Regions from separate parts of the Mus musculus genome. Here region 2 is linked to region 1. Evidence: chromatin contacts called from public HiChIP or PLAC-seq data. All regions are on one chromosome and are shown on one strand. The core of a region is the stretch at or near the end of the contact, and the rest is flanking DNA. Distances in the headings are between cores, read along the strand shown.

Region 1 (5,896 bases), core at 1,296-3,795:
GTAGGCTCCTTCTTAATGCAGAGGCCTGAAGTTTTGCTATTTTTAAATGCCAGTGAATCCTTCACTGTGTGGAGAATATACTTCAGGCTGAGTCAGAGAAGATGGGCCCCAACACCCTCACACTTGCACAATCTTCTGTGCCCCTGTAGGACCCGCACACATTATCTCTTAGTACAACTCCTTAATTCCGTTTGCTTTCATTTCCCCTGGAAAACCCACCCATGATGTGTGCAGTCTGGTCGCACAGGCTCACACCACGAAACATATGCCCAGAACACAGAAAATGTAAAATCTGCAACCTGTAAGCGCCAATAACCAACATAGCACCAGGGTGGACCACATAGCTTTCCAAAGGTGGCATTGAGCCTAGGAGAGACCATGGGAACTTGACTTCTCAACCACTGGCCACCCTGTGTTCTCTGTGCCTCAACCCTTCAATGTCAGTAAGTTCTGTTCTGCCCATTATGTGTTCCAGATGTCTCCCTGACTTCCTCCTCAGAGCTAGTTGGGAGCCTCCTCTCTGTCCCCTGTCCCTTTTCCTAAAGCCCCACCATACCTCATGAATAAATTACAGCTATGCTAGACAGCTATTCACTATGGATTTAGGACTGTAATCACCCACAGGAATGCATACAACCTATGTGTCAAGAGAAAAAGTCCAGGTCCTCATTTTGCAAAAGCACCTGATCCAGTGAAAAGAGAGACCCGAGATGGTGATTATTCTATTTCCAGTTGACTGGATAGGTGCTATTTCTGGGTGTCTGGGAGTGTATTGCAGGTAGGATTTGTGTATACATTGCTACAATCAGTAGAGACATGGGGTGGAGGACATCATCTATCCCTATAAGATCTGAGAAGGAAGAGAGAGAGAGGTGGTTCTCTCTCTCTCTCTCTCTCTCTCTCTCTCTCTCTCTCTCTCTCTCTCTCTCTCTCTTTCTCTCTTGCTTCAACATTGACCTCTCCTGGCCCCTAGACTGGAACTTGAGCCCTCTCAACCCTGGTTCCTAAGATAGGACTCTGGGTGAAACTGCAAACCTATTGTGGGGCTTCTCAGTTTAATAAATCCCATTCCAAAGACACTTTCCATTGGTTCTAGAGAACCTTACCACATGACCATCCACAGTGATCACAAAGCTCACAGACAGGCTGGCAGGGTTGTCATCAAATCCACAGACTTGCTTCCATCCTCATGTGAGGAAGAACTCATGGACTGGAAACACAAGGAAATAGGATGTGCTAAGAAATATTTCAAGTAGGCAAGAGGGAAGAAGGGAGGGAGGGAGGGAGAGAGAGAGAGAGAGAGAGAGAGAGAGAGAGAGAGAGAGAGAGAGAGAGAGAGAGAGAGAGAGAGAGAGAAGGAACAAGGGCCTGGGGGCATCCCAGGGCATGCTGAAGAATGGTGCTGTTCAAGCACGCAATCCTTACTGGGTGCCTGCAGTGTCCATACAGAAAGAACAGAACAAGCCAGCTGGATGATGGCTCTCCCTCAAGAACTCCACAGCCCTCCAGGGGGAGGGGCAGTCTAAACAGAATATATTGAGGACCAATAACCACAGCCTCCCAACCAGGACGGCAGATGGGGAATGGGTTATAGGTCTGTCAAGGTGCTGAAGTTTTCATTTAGCATGAGGTATGGGTACCATGAGTAAAGGCATTAGGGAGGTTCCACAAGACAGAGGTACCAGAGGCTGCTCTGCAGGCAGAAGTTCTCAAGACAGGCTGCTTGGAGGGAGTGACTCTAAAGTTGGACTCTGGCAGAAGCATGCAGGGTTTTGTGTGTGTGTGTGTGTGGGGGGGGGTCAGAGACTTCAGGTAGGAGGGATAGTAAAGGCTGATAGAAGTAAGGAATGGGGACATGAGCTATGCACAAAGTGCCATGCTGAGATTTCAGAGCCTCCCAGGCTACCTCATCTAATCTTCTCACCCCTCCAAGGAAAGGAGGCCATTCTACAGACAAGAAAATCAACACAGGCTACTTGCATGATCTCCTCATCAGAGAAGCTCCCAGTGAAGGCAACTTGCCCCATCACTGAGAGAGTCTCTACAGTTTCTTCTAGAAGATCCCCCAAGATATGAAACAAAGGAGAGGGAAATCTACAAGGAGGTAGTGCAGCACTAGCAGCTTGGTCTTCCCAGGGTATGGAGCACTTGCGTGGGTAGTGGTCAGCTCCTCCTAGGAGGACATGCTACTGAGCATAGGGCAAGAGGACTCTAAGGCAACTACCATGATTTTTATGCCCAGGCAGCTGCCCTGAAGTGAGATAGGCAGGGGATGTCACACAATGAGCCTACAGAGATAAGGCAGGGCTACTGAATCCCCAATACCATGAATTAGGACACTGGGTGCAATCAGTGGTGATCCACTGATGAGGAGAAGTCAGCCTCCACCCTGAGTCCTAGGGACATGTCTCTCAGCATGATGCAGACATAGGTAGGACCTCATTGCCTGGCACAACGTGGCCATGTTCTAGAAAATTCTGTGTGCTCTCCTGATCTGCGTGTGCTGTGCATGTATGAATGCAGTGGTAGAGGCCAACCTGGGATCTCATGCATACTGGACATACTGGGCAAGTACTCTTGCCTGAGCCTTAATTCAGCCCAGATCTGGATACTGTCTTTGGTTTTGGTTTTGTTTTTTTCCTTCTACTTTTAATTGGTTCGTTGTGAATTTCACACTATGCACCTAATCCCACTCATCTCCCCCTCCCCTCATACCTGCCCTCTACCCTTGAAACCTTCCCCCGAACAGAGAAAAAATTCTTTCTGTGGAAGCTGTGGTGTGTCACAGTGTGTCCCACAGTTCACCCTTTTGTCCACACTTCTTTGTTTGCAAATGTTCATCGCAATGACTCATCTGTCTGGTGTGAGGCCTCTGGCTTCTGCTAGTCTATCAATACTGGACCCTCGCTGGGACTCCTCTCGGATTCACTGTTGTTGCCCTGTGTCATGGAGATCCTGTAGTTTTGAACCTGTAGGACCAGCCCCTTCATGCACTCCAGCCGTTCACTGATGGGGTACATGTTGGGATGAGCCCTTTCAAAACCTTGGATCTGAGAGGTATATGAGCTGGTCAGCTCAAAGGCTCTTCTATTATCATGCCCTCAGGGCATCTCACCACCACCAACCCCTGCAACCAAGGCCAGCTCTGCTCTGTTGCCCCAGTGAGACGCAGGACCCACTCTCCTGAGTGTTGTAGTTGGTGAAGGACATGGTCAATTCTCCCACTCTTATGACCCTGGGACTGTCTTTCCTGCCCACCATAGATAGTGAGGGGTGAAGGAGAAGAGGAGGGTGTCTCTCCCACATCCCTCATCTGCACCACTGTCCAGTAGACAAGAGGCAGGGCCGGTTCTCCCATACTCACACCCATGGTATTGGCTCACCTGCAACCCTATACAGGGCCAGCTCTACTGTGCTCTTCAAGTGAGATGCAGGGCCTGCTCTCCAGAGAGCTATAGCAACTGAGAGGCAGGGACAGCCCTCCTGCTTTGATGACCTCGGGCCAATTCTCCTGCCTGCCATAGATGGTATGGACTCAGGGGTGATACTCCCACTCACCCACCCACGTCACTGCAAGGCAGACAAGTTGTGGAGCCAGATCTCCTAAGCTCACACACTCAGTTTCACACACACACACACACACACACACACACACACACACACACACACACACCCATCTACTGCCAAGATCAGCTCTACTGTTGTGCCCTGGCAAGGTGCAGTGCCTGCACTCTCGAATGCTACAGCTGGTAAGGGACAGACAGAACTCGTCTGCTCTAATGATCTCAGGGCCAGGTCTGTTGCCTGCTGCAGGTGGTGAGAAGGAAGGCAGGGGAAAGGGTTATCTCTCTCTCTCATCCATGTCACCATACAGGAGACAAACAGCAGGGCTTATGCTTGCATCCTGGGGGCTATCTCACTCTCAGTGTGTGGGCCATACTCCGAGTACTACAGCTGGCTAGAGGCAGGGCCAGTTTACCCACTCTCATACTCCCAAGGGCCAGCTCTCCCACAATGCTCAGGTGAGGAGTGGAGCCCGTTCTGCAAAGCCGTCAGACATCAACATGTCTCAGAATGATAGCCCAGACCAGGGACATCTATCTGCCCGGCCTTTGGTGATAACAGACCCCCTACTGCTGCAGAGCCATAGACCCAGATATGTGCCCCTCCCCGGTTGCAGCACAGGCCATGACCCCACCATGGTCCTGGGTAACATTGCCAACTACTCACATCAGGCTGTTCCTCGCTGCCCTCAAGACTCTAGTTCCTGCCTCTCTTCATTGTGCCCCATTCCTCTGCTTCTCCTCTTCTTCCATTTCTCCACCACTTGCTCCTTTTAGTGGTACAGAGGCTTCTGAGTGTCTGGGTCATCTCAGGAGTGGTCTCAGGAGTGCTACGTCTCCTTCATGACAACCACATGACCCGTGGACCACAAAGAAGCAGGTGGATCAGGATACATTTGCCTGATTCCTCCTGGGATGGGGGTGGAACGTCCCTTAGAAGCAGAAGGACTCAGGAATGCTAGCAGGGTCATAGCTATATCCAGCAGCTCCAGTCCCATGCTGGGCACAGGTGGCTCTCTGGCAGAGTGTGTTTGAGGATGAAAGAAAGCCGTTAGCCCAGGGTAATCTGCTAGGCTGCTGAGAAGCCTACATCTGAACCCCTGTAACCTCTCAAAACACTGGTGACATAATGGGGCATGTGGCTCTGAATCAGTGAAGCTAAACACCTTTAGGTGACAGATGGGTGCCTACACAAGTGACACCTACTGTGGTGGCTTTGAACTCTTGGTCTCCAGCTGGTGATATTTGGGGGAGGCGTGTGGTCTTGATGGAGAAAGTACAGGTCCACTCTGAGATTGAAATTCCCTCCATGCTCCCAGTTTGCTCTCACTGAATTGTGTATACGGTTCAAGATGTGAACTTGCAGCTCCTGTCACCATGCCCGCTGCCCTGCCTCCTCACCATGACAGACTCTCATCCCTCTAGAACCATAGCCCGAAGAAACTCTTCTAGAGGTTACTTTTGATCATGGTGTTTTGTCACAATAACAGAGAAGTAGTTAATACACTTACCAAAAAGTGGACCATAGTATCTAAATCCCTGGATGCCGACTGTGGCTGCAGTTTACCTGTTTCTGCGTGCACTCAGCGTGGGCCGGTTATCATCCCAGTAACTCAAACCCCTTTAGGAATGACCATAACTCAGCAAAGAGTGACTTTTATTTTTTTACTCTCACTAGAATGCCACACATAAACATGACAATTCCTCCATGGTTTAATGTGCTCACACTGACGCCATGATGCAGGAGTCTCTGGGGACAAGTCTACAGATGGTTAGAACCAGACCAACAGATGCAGCACCTTTGACTTGACAAATGAGCTCTTTTCAGGAGCTACGTTAGAAATAGTGACGTCACAGGAGCACACATCCTGTAGATTAACCATGTAAGCAAATTCTAAGCATCGTCTAACTCTTCTTCAGGGTCAACAGGAACATTCCATGTACAGAGACTGTTTTCTTAAGCTGGTGGAGACATGGTGTGGAAATATGAACATGTGAACACTCTGATTAAGTGGGGGTTGGCAGATAGACTAGGCTAAGTCTTGTTTGCTTCTTCTAGTCCAGTTCCTTACTTGAGTTGAAGGTGAGGCTCTGACTGTTTTTCTGTCTGAACAGTCAGTGTGCTGTCTTACATTTCATTTTTTACAAGTCCCTATGTAGAGGCCAGACCCTTCCTCCTGGTGGTTTCAGACATGGCAAGCACCTTGGTCATCAGGGTAAAATGGAAGTGAAATGCTCTCACTAACAGTGAAATGTTCAACTTTCCACCTGTTGGCCATTTTCATTATGCAAATGTGTTCCATCCACTCTCTGCTTCTGAAACCCCAGTGAGT
Region 2 (5,896 bases), core at 1,082-3,581, 570 kb before region 1:
GTACTATTCCTGAACATATGAAATAGAGCTGAAGGTCAAAGTATGTTTATGAAGTAGTCAACTGTGCTTGTGCTCTTCGTAAGAAGAGACGCAGTTATTTCTGTAGTCTTCACAGTCTGCAGTTCTGCTGCATGCATGCAAAGCATCCTGAAGACGTTATCACCACAAACAACATGAAGACAATGACAACTGGATAGCTCAAGTGCAGTTCTTGACATTCCAGATGACAAGAATCCACAGAAATCAGACTCCAGGAAAGAATTAACTTGGAACTTTCGAGATGATCCCTAACTTGTTTTCAACTCCCCGCCACCCCCACTCCCATTCATTGTATGTGCAGTAATATGCTTTCTCTGGGACTGGGATTGCAGCAGAAGACTTGTAACTGTGGTCTCCTGACAGAATGGAGCCTGCTTCATAGGCAAATCAGTTCCACCCTTGTTGTTAAGGTCTGTCCCAGTCCTGCAGCATTTGGCCTGAGGTGCTGGCTGTCACATCCACACTGGACTCCAGGAAAACATAACTGAATGACCACTCCTTTTGTTCTTGGTGGTTAGTTTTGTGTGTGTGTGTGTGTGTGTGTGTGTGTGTGTGTTTGAGATAATAGTCTTGCTATATAGCCCAGACTGTCCTTAAATGGGTAGTTCTGTCATTGTCCCTGATGCTAGGGTCATACATGTGACCCAAACTTAAAGGGCCACTTTTTTCTAAGTGCCTTTTGTTGTTCAGTTTTTGGAAGAAAGAGGCCCTTTCTTTACACTGGGATGAGAATGACCAAGGGGCACACCCATCCCCCACTATATGAGACCATTGCATAGAACGACTTAATTGGCCATGACTCTGAAGAAAAAGGTTCATCCAGAGACTAGGGGAAAGTGTCAAGAATGCCTGGGTAAAGTAGAGACTCAGCTGAAGAAATCCCAGAATGCTTCTTGTCTTATATAAATGGATGCAGAGGGCAGGTAGGTCTCCCCCACCTTGGCTCCTGCATGTGGTCTGCTTACCGGTGTGTCTTCTGGGCCCAGGCGGTGTCTCCTTTTTCCACTGATGTGCATCAGGTGCTCTTGTGTGGAGCCCACATGTTAATTCAATGGTAGCTGGATAACCAGATGGTACAGCTTCCCAAATTTCTCAGACCCACAGAACAAGCAAGGGGCTCTAGGGACTAGGGTCCTAGTCTGTAGGAGGAAATGACTCTGAGGCCAGGAGCCCCAACACTTGGAAGAAGCACAAAGACCACCCTGGGATGTCCCATGGCTGTTGACACTGCATCTGTGTGTTTACTGGCTTTTCTCTGCTTCCTCTATGAGTTATGACGTCATCGTAGTCACGATGGAGAGGTGAATAATTCTTCTTTTCCCAGTTCTAAAACTACAAATAAATTCATTTCCCCATATATCTGTATGTGTGTACACATATACATACATAAACATGTATATACTAAATGTAGAGATGTGTGCCTATATACATTTATAAGAATACAACATATATGTATAAAATGTTCCCTCTTAATGCTAGTGATCATATATATATATGTATATGTATATGTATACACACACACACATACATGAAATGTTGCTTTGTTTAAGTGTGAATGAGCACGTACACCCAGAGCCAAGCTTTCTGGTCAGGTCATCTGTATAGAATAAAGACAGATGGAGTCAGGCGAGTTAGAACTCTGCGGCCTAGAGCACCCCCCACCCTGCCCCTACACTTCTGTGCTCATGCGTACTTACTCTTAGCATCTGGAAGTATACAGGTCATCTGTGTTAGGGGGTACAAATTCTACTCTGTGCTTTAAGAAGGGCTTGGTGGCTAGTCCCTCACTGGGTCACCCATGGACACTCAGAAGGGTTTCTCAATTTCACTCTCCATTGCCCATGTTACTAAGAAGTGGGCAGCGCGATCTGCACATGGAGCGTGTCAGCTTCCCCAGCCGGGGATGGAAATCTTCTGTGGGAACGAAAACTCCCACTTCTTCTGACGCCTCCCACACCTCTGGATTTTGACATTCATACGCTATGGATCGTTGGCTGAAAATGATGTATTATTGATTTGTGTCTTAGAAACAGTACTTCCACCTTTCGGTGGTTATAAAAACATACGTTTGGGCTTTTCAGGGTGCGTTCAATAGCTAGTTTTTGGCATGCTTTGCTACCTCCAAAGTTCTCAGATGACCTCTTCCTGTCCCTGTCTGGAGAGTCATCTTCCTGAATACACTTTATTAACGTAGCCAAGGCTGCCCTCAGCCAAAGACCTTGCCCCCAGGCAGAGGGCAACACTTTGTCATCTGCTCTTAGGGACTCCAGCACTTAGCCAAATAAACTCGCTCCTCTCCCAACCACCCATTCATTATTCCTGACAGCAGAGCCCTGCCGGAGAAAGGCACTTGAGGGCTGCCTCTGAGCCACAGAGCTGTGACAATATCCAAAGGGGATTTCTCAGAAGTCCTGAGAGCCAAAGAGAAAAACAAGTAGCTTGTGTTAGGTGCTCTGACACATCATTCAGACGATGAACTTGACTCAGACTGTACTCACTGATAAAGTTCCCCAGACAGTGCTGGCAACTGGGACTCTTCCCAGTTCACTCCAATATTCATCAAAACTTGTTGACTTTGGGGGCTGGAGAGACAGACTAGTGATGAAGAGCACTTGCTTCTCTTGCAGAGGACCTGGGTTTGGTACCAGCACCTCCATGGTGGCTCATAACCATCTGTGACTTCAGTTCTAGTGTGACCAAACATTTTACTTTTGGGAAAGAGTGAGGAAGAATCCTCAAGTGGTACCACTCACTCATATGTGAATAGTCTTTCCTGGACATGATAGTCAATGGCCAGTGGTAGAGGGCACAGTTCAGTGTAATGGTAAACCCTGGGCACGGCAGGCCTGAGCTTTGACGTTATAGAACTCTGTGCGAGCCAATGGGCTTCTGGGCTCTCTGTGGTGGCTCAGGAAGCAAGGAGCTACGTGGACAGTGGGAGAGAGGTTGTATGAGGAGGAGGGTGGCATGACAGGAGAATACAGTGGACATTTGAGATGTGTGCCTGGACTCACCAGCACAGCCAAGGGGTCTGTAACAGAAGAGAGGTGGACCAGGAAAAAAGGGGAAGGAGGCTTAGAACTTGCTGGAGAGGGATTAGCAGACCTCTGGAAGGTGATTATGAGTTTGATAGGAGACAGGGATCTTTGAAACAGATCTTGTCATGGCTAGGCTCTTATGGGAGAACGAGACATTATGACAGCCATGTGGGGAGACAACTGGAGAGCTGGGGATAGAGATGGTGCAAGGAGGAGGAAGGGGGAGGATTTGGGCAAGATGTGATGGGTACTTGACGCAGGGTGACAGTGGAGTCAGGCACTAGAGATGCATGAGACCAGGCTCCCCTGTGTGATAGGATTTGCTGAAGGACTGGATAGAAAGGGAGAGGGGGAGAAAGAAGAAGGAGGGGAAAGAAGGAAGTTAAGAAATATAGTACTCAAAGTTTTAGACTGAGCGTCCCCTTCGGGGGGAGGGGTCTTGGTGTCTGTACTATATAACCCCAGGAAATGGTGTCACATCTGGGGTTCAGTCTTGGCCTCTGCTAGTGGCCGATCTGGCACTCAGCAGCAGCTGTAGCTAGGAAAGTCTTGATGAGTGAAACTCCATGTTGTTGAGCCCCCACACACCTCCATCTCTGCCACCCTGACTACTTTGTTCATGGCCCATTGGACAATGACAGGCATGTCTGGGGAAAGAGGCTGACTGCCCACAGGTCATCTTATCCACTTGATTACTGAGCTCCTCCTCTGCTGAAGTCACCTTTCAGTGATCACTTACAGGGACACAAGTATCATCACTTCCTTTGGCCATTTGGAGAGATCTAGCCATATCCTTCTTCTCCAGATGTCGTTCTCATCAATTTTCTAATTACACTCTTTCCAAGTCTCTGACCCACCAGCCAATTCATTGGTTACAGCCCATGAATCAGTGAACAATGGAACATCTGGCCCTTTCTCCTTCCAAAAATATCATACGACCATGTGTTCTGCCTGAAGCTCTGGCCACTGTGAAGATTCCCCTTCACTGATGTCTTTCAGGGTTGTCCCAGCAGAAGGTTGCAATGCTGCAGCTGTCCCCTTCTGGGTGGTGCCTACATGTCTTGTACAATCATCAGTAAGCTAGGTTCTCATTGTTTCTACCTCAGTCAACCGATCCTAGGGCTACATAGAGTCGCATGCTTGGGACCAGAAGGCATTGTAAGAGGAGTAGAAAACAGATGATTAGACAAATTCAGGGTTCCTATTGCTGGAACAAAACCAGGACCAAAAGCAAACTTGGGGACAAAAGGGTTTATTTGGCTTACATACCCTGGGTGACAGTCCACTGAGGGAAGCCAAGGGCAGGAAACTCAAGGCAAGAGCCTGGAGGCAGGCTCTGAAGAAGAGACTATGGGGGAGTGTTTCTTACTGGTTCTTTCTTCATGGCTTACTTGCTCTGCCTGCTTTCTTAGAGTGCCCAGGGCCATTTGCCACTCCTAGCAGGATGGGCCCTTGCACAGCAATCGTTAATGAAGAAAATGCCCCATTGAGATGCAAGCCTTTGCTAACAAAAACCTAACCAGGATGGTTTCCTCTTCTGAAAGGGACAGAGATGGAAGAGAATGGGGTGTGTGTGTGGGGTAGGTGGAACAGGAGTCTACTTGGCTGCATTTGATATGACATGCCCTTAGACACCCAAGTGGCATCTACAAAGCTCAGTCTGGAAGAGAGAGTGCAAGTCCTTTTTTAAAAAAGGCTCCTAAAGTCTTGCTTGGCTGAAGGAAGGGCTATGACCTCTTTCTTGCATAAGCTCCCTGCTGCCATTCCAGATGTGTGTGTGGGGGGGGGGGTACCCGAAGCCTCACTAGCAGCTTCTGTGCTTATCTGGATCATCTCCCTCCCCTCTACGCTCCCCTCCCCCTACACTGCCCTAAAGGTCATTCTTATGCATGGATGGACCCATGCTATTCAGGCTATGTGAGCTTCTTGGGTAGGATATAACCTTTCGGTTAAAACTCAGAGGCAGACCCCTCCTACCCGTTCACCCACATCTGCCAGCCACCCTCCCAGTAGCTTGGGAAAGAGCAGAATAACAATGAGAAGCCAGCTGAGGAAACTCTATGTGTTAGCTCAACACTCCCACTAATCTGGGATGCGCTTCAGATCCATCTCACACTTTCCGGGTTCCAAGATCAACACTTTGGAAATTAGGTATTAGGTGAGGATATAGTGTCAATGTCAAGAGCTTGGAACTCCTGGGCTCCATGTTGCACTCCATTGGTGGAGGCAGAGTCTTACACTGTAGCTCAGGCTAGCCTAAAACTCATTATGTGGCCCAGGCTAGCCTTGAACTTGAGAATCTCCTACCCAGCCTCCTAGTGCTGAGATTAACCTAGCCTAGTAGTATTTTTGCAAATCTACCCTATTCAAGGAACAGACTGAATTCTGTTCAGTAAAACAGAATTCCATAAAACAATATAAAGAGATTTTAAAAGCCAGTGGAATTGGGGACACGCCTAGAGCCTCTGGTGTACCCAGTAGTGTCATAGTGGTTTCCCAGGTGGGTGTCTTGATTACCAAGCCTTGGGAGCAATGCCTGGGATATCTGAACAAAAAGGCAAATAGATCTGTCCCTGGCCATGAAAGAAGGACCTTGAGCTGCCCACACCCTCTGGAGCCTAAGAGCAGGGTCCTTGTGGAACACAATGGATGCTCATGTCAGCTGCATGGCTAACATGACTGCTTGTTGGTCTTGCATGTGGTTGGTGGTTTGGAACTCATGGTTGACTTATTATTTTCCAGGAGACACCAGTTCCTACCAGGAGGGGAGACACATCAAAGAGCTTTTAAAAAAAAATGTTATCATTTAACTTTTTACT

What was found. HiChIP or PLAC-seq counts read pairs in DNA pulled down with a chosen protein or histone mark.
Region 2: a contact with region 1 is called in a FOXA1 HiChIP or PLAC-seq map of pancreatic cancer cells. The contact joins two enhancer-like sites. A contact is called at or near these places in 10 of 39 promoter capture datasets (the 3T3-L1 cell line, cranial neural crest, embryonic stem cells and 4 more), 1 of 115 datasets of contacts at active chromatin or transcription factors (pancreatic cancer cells) and 1 of 9 other capture datasets (liver).

The regions. Positions count from the first base shown.
Region 1 is chr1:88,390,495-88,396,390 of GRCm38.p6, reverse strand. No RefSeq gene overlaps it. Among named protein-coding and RNA genes, the nearest start is that of Spp2, 14 kb to the left of the region's middle. Within about 2 kb of position 2,545, at least 6 of the 459 cell types and tissues checked have an H3K27ac peak or open chromatin away from gene starts, as enhancers often do. A contact at or near this core is called in pancreatic cancer cells, where this site is marked.
Region 2 is chr1:88,956,361-88,962,256 of GRCm38.p6, reverse strand. No RefSeq gene overlaps it. Among named protein-coding and RNA genes, the nearest start is that of 1700067G17Rik, 57 kb to the left of the region's middle. Within about 2 kb of position 2,331, at least 14 of the 459 cell types and tissues checked have an H3K27ac peak or open chromatin away from gene starts, as enhancers often do. A contact at or near this core is called in pancreatic cancer cells, where this site is marked.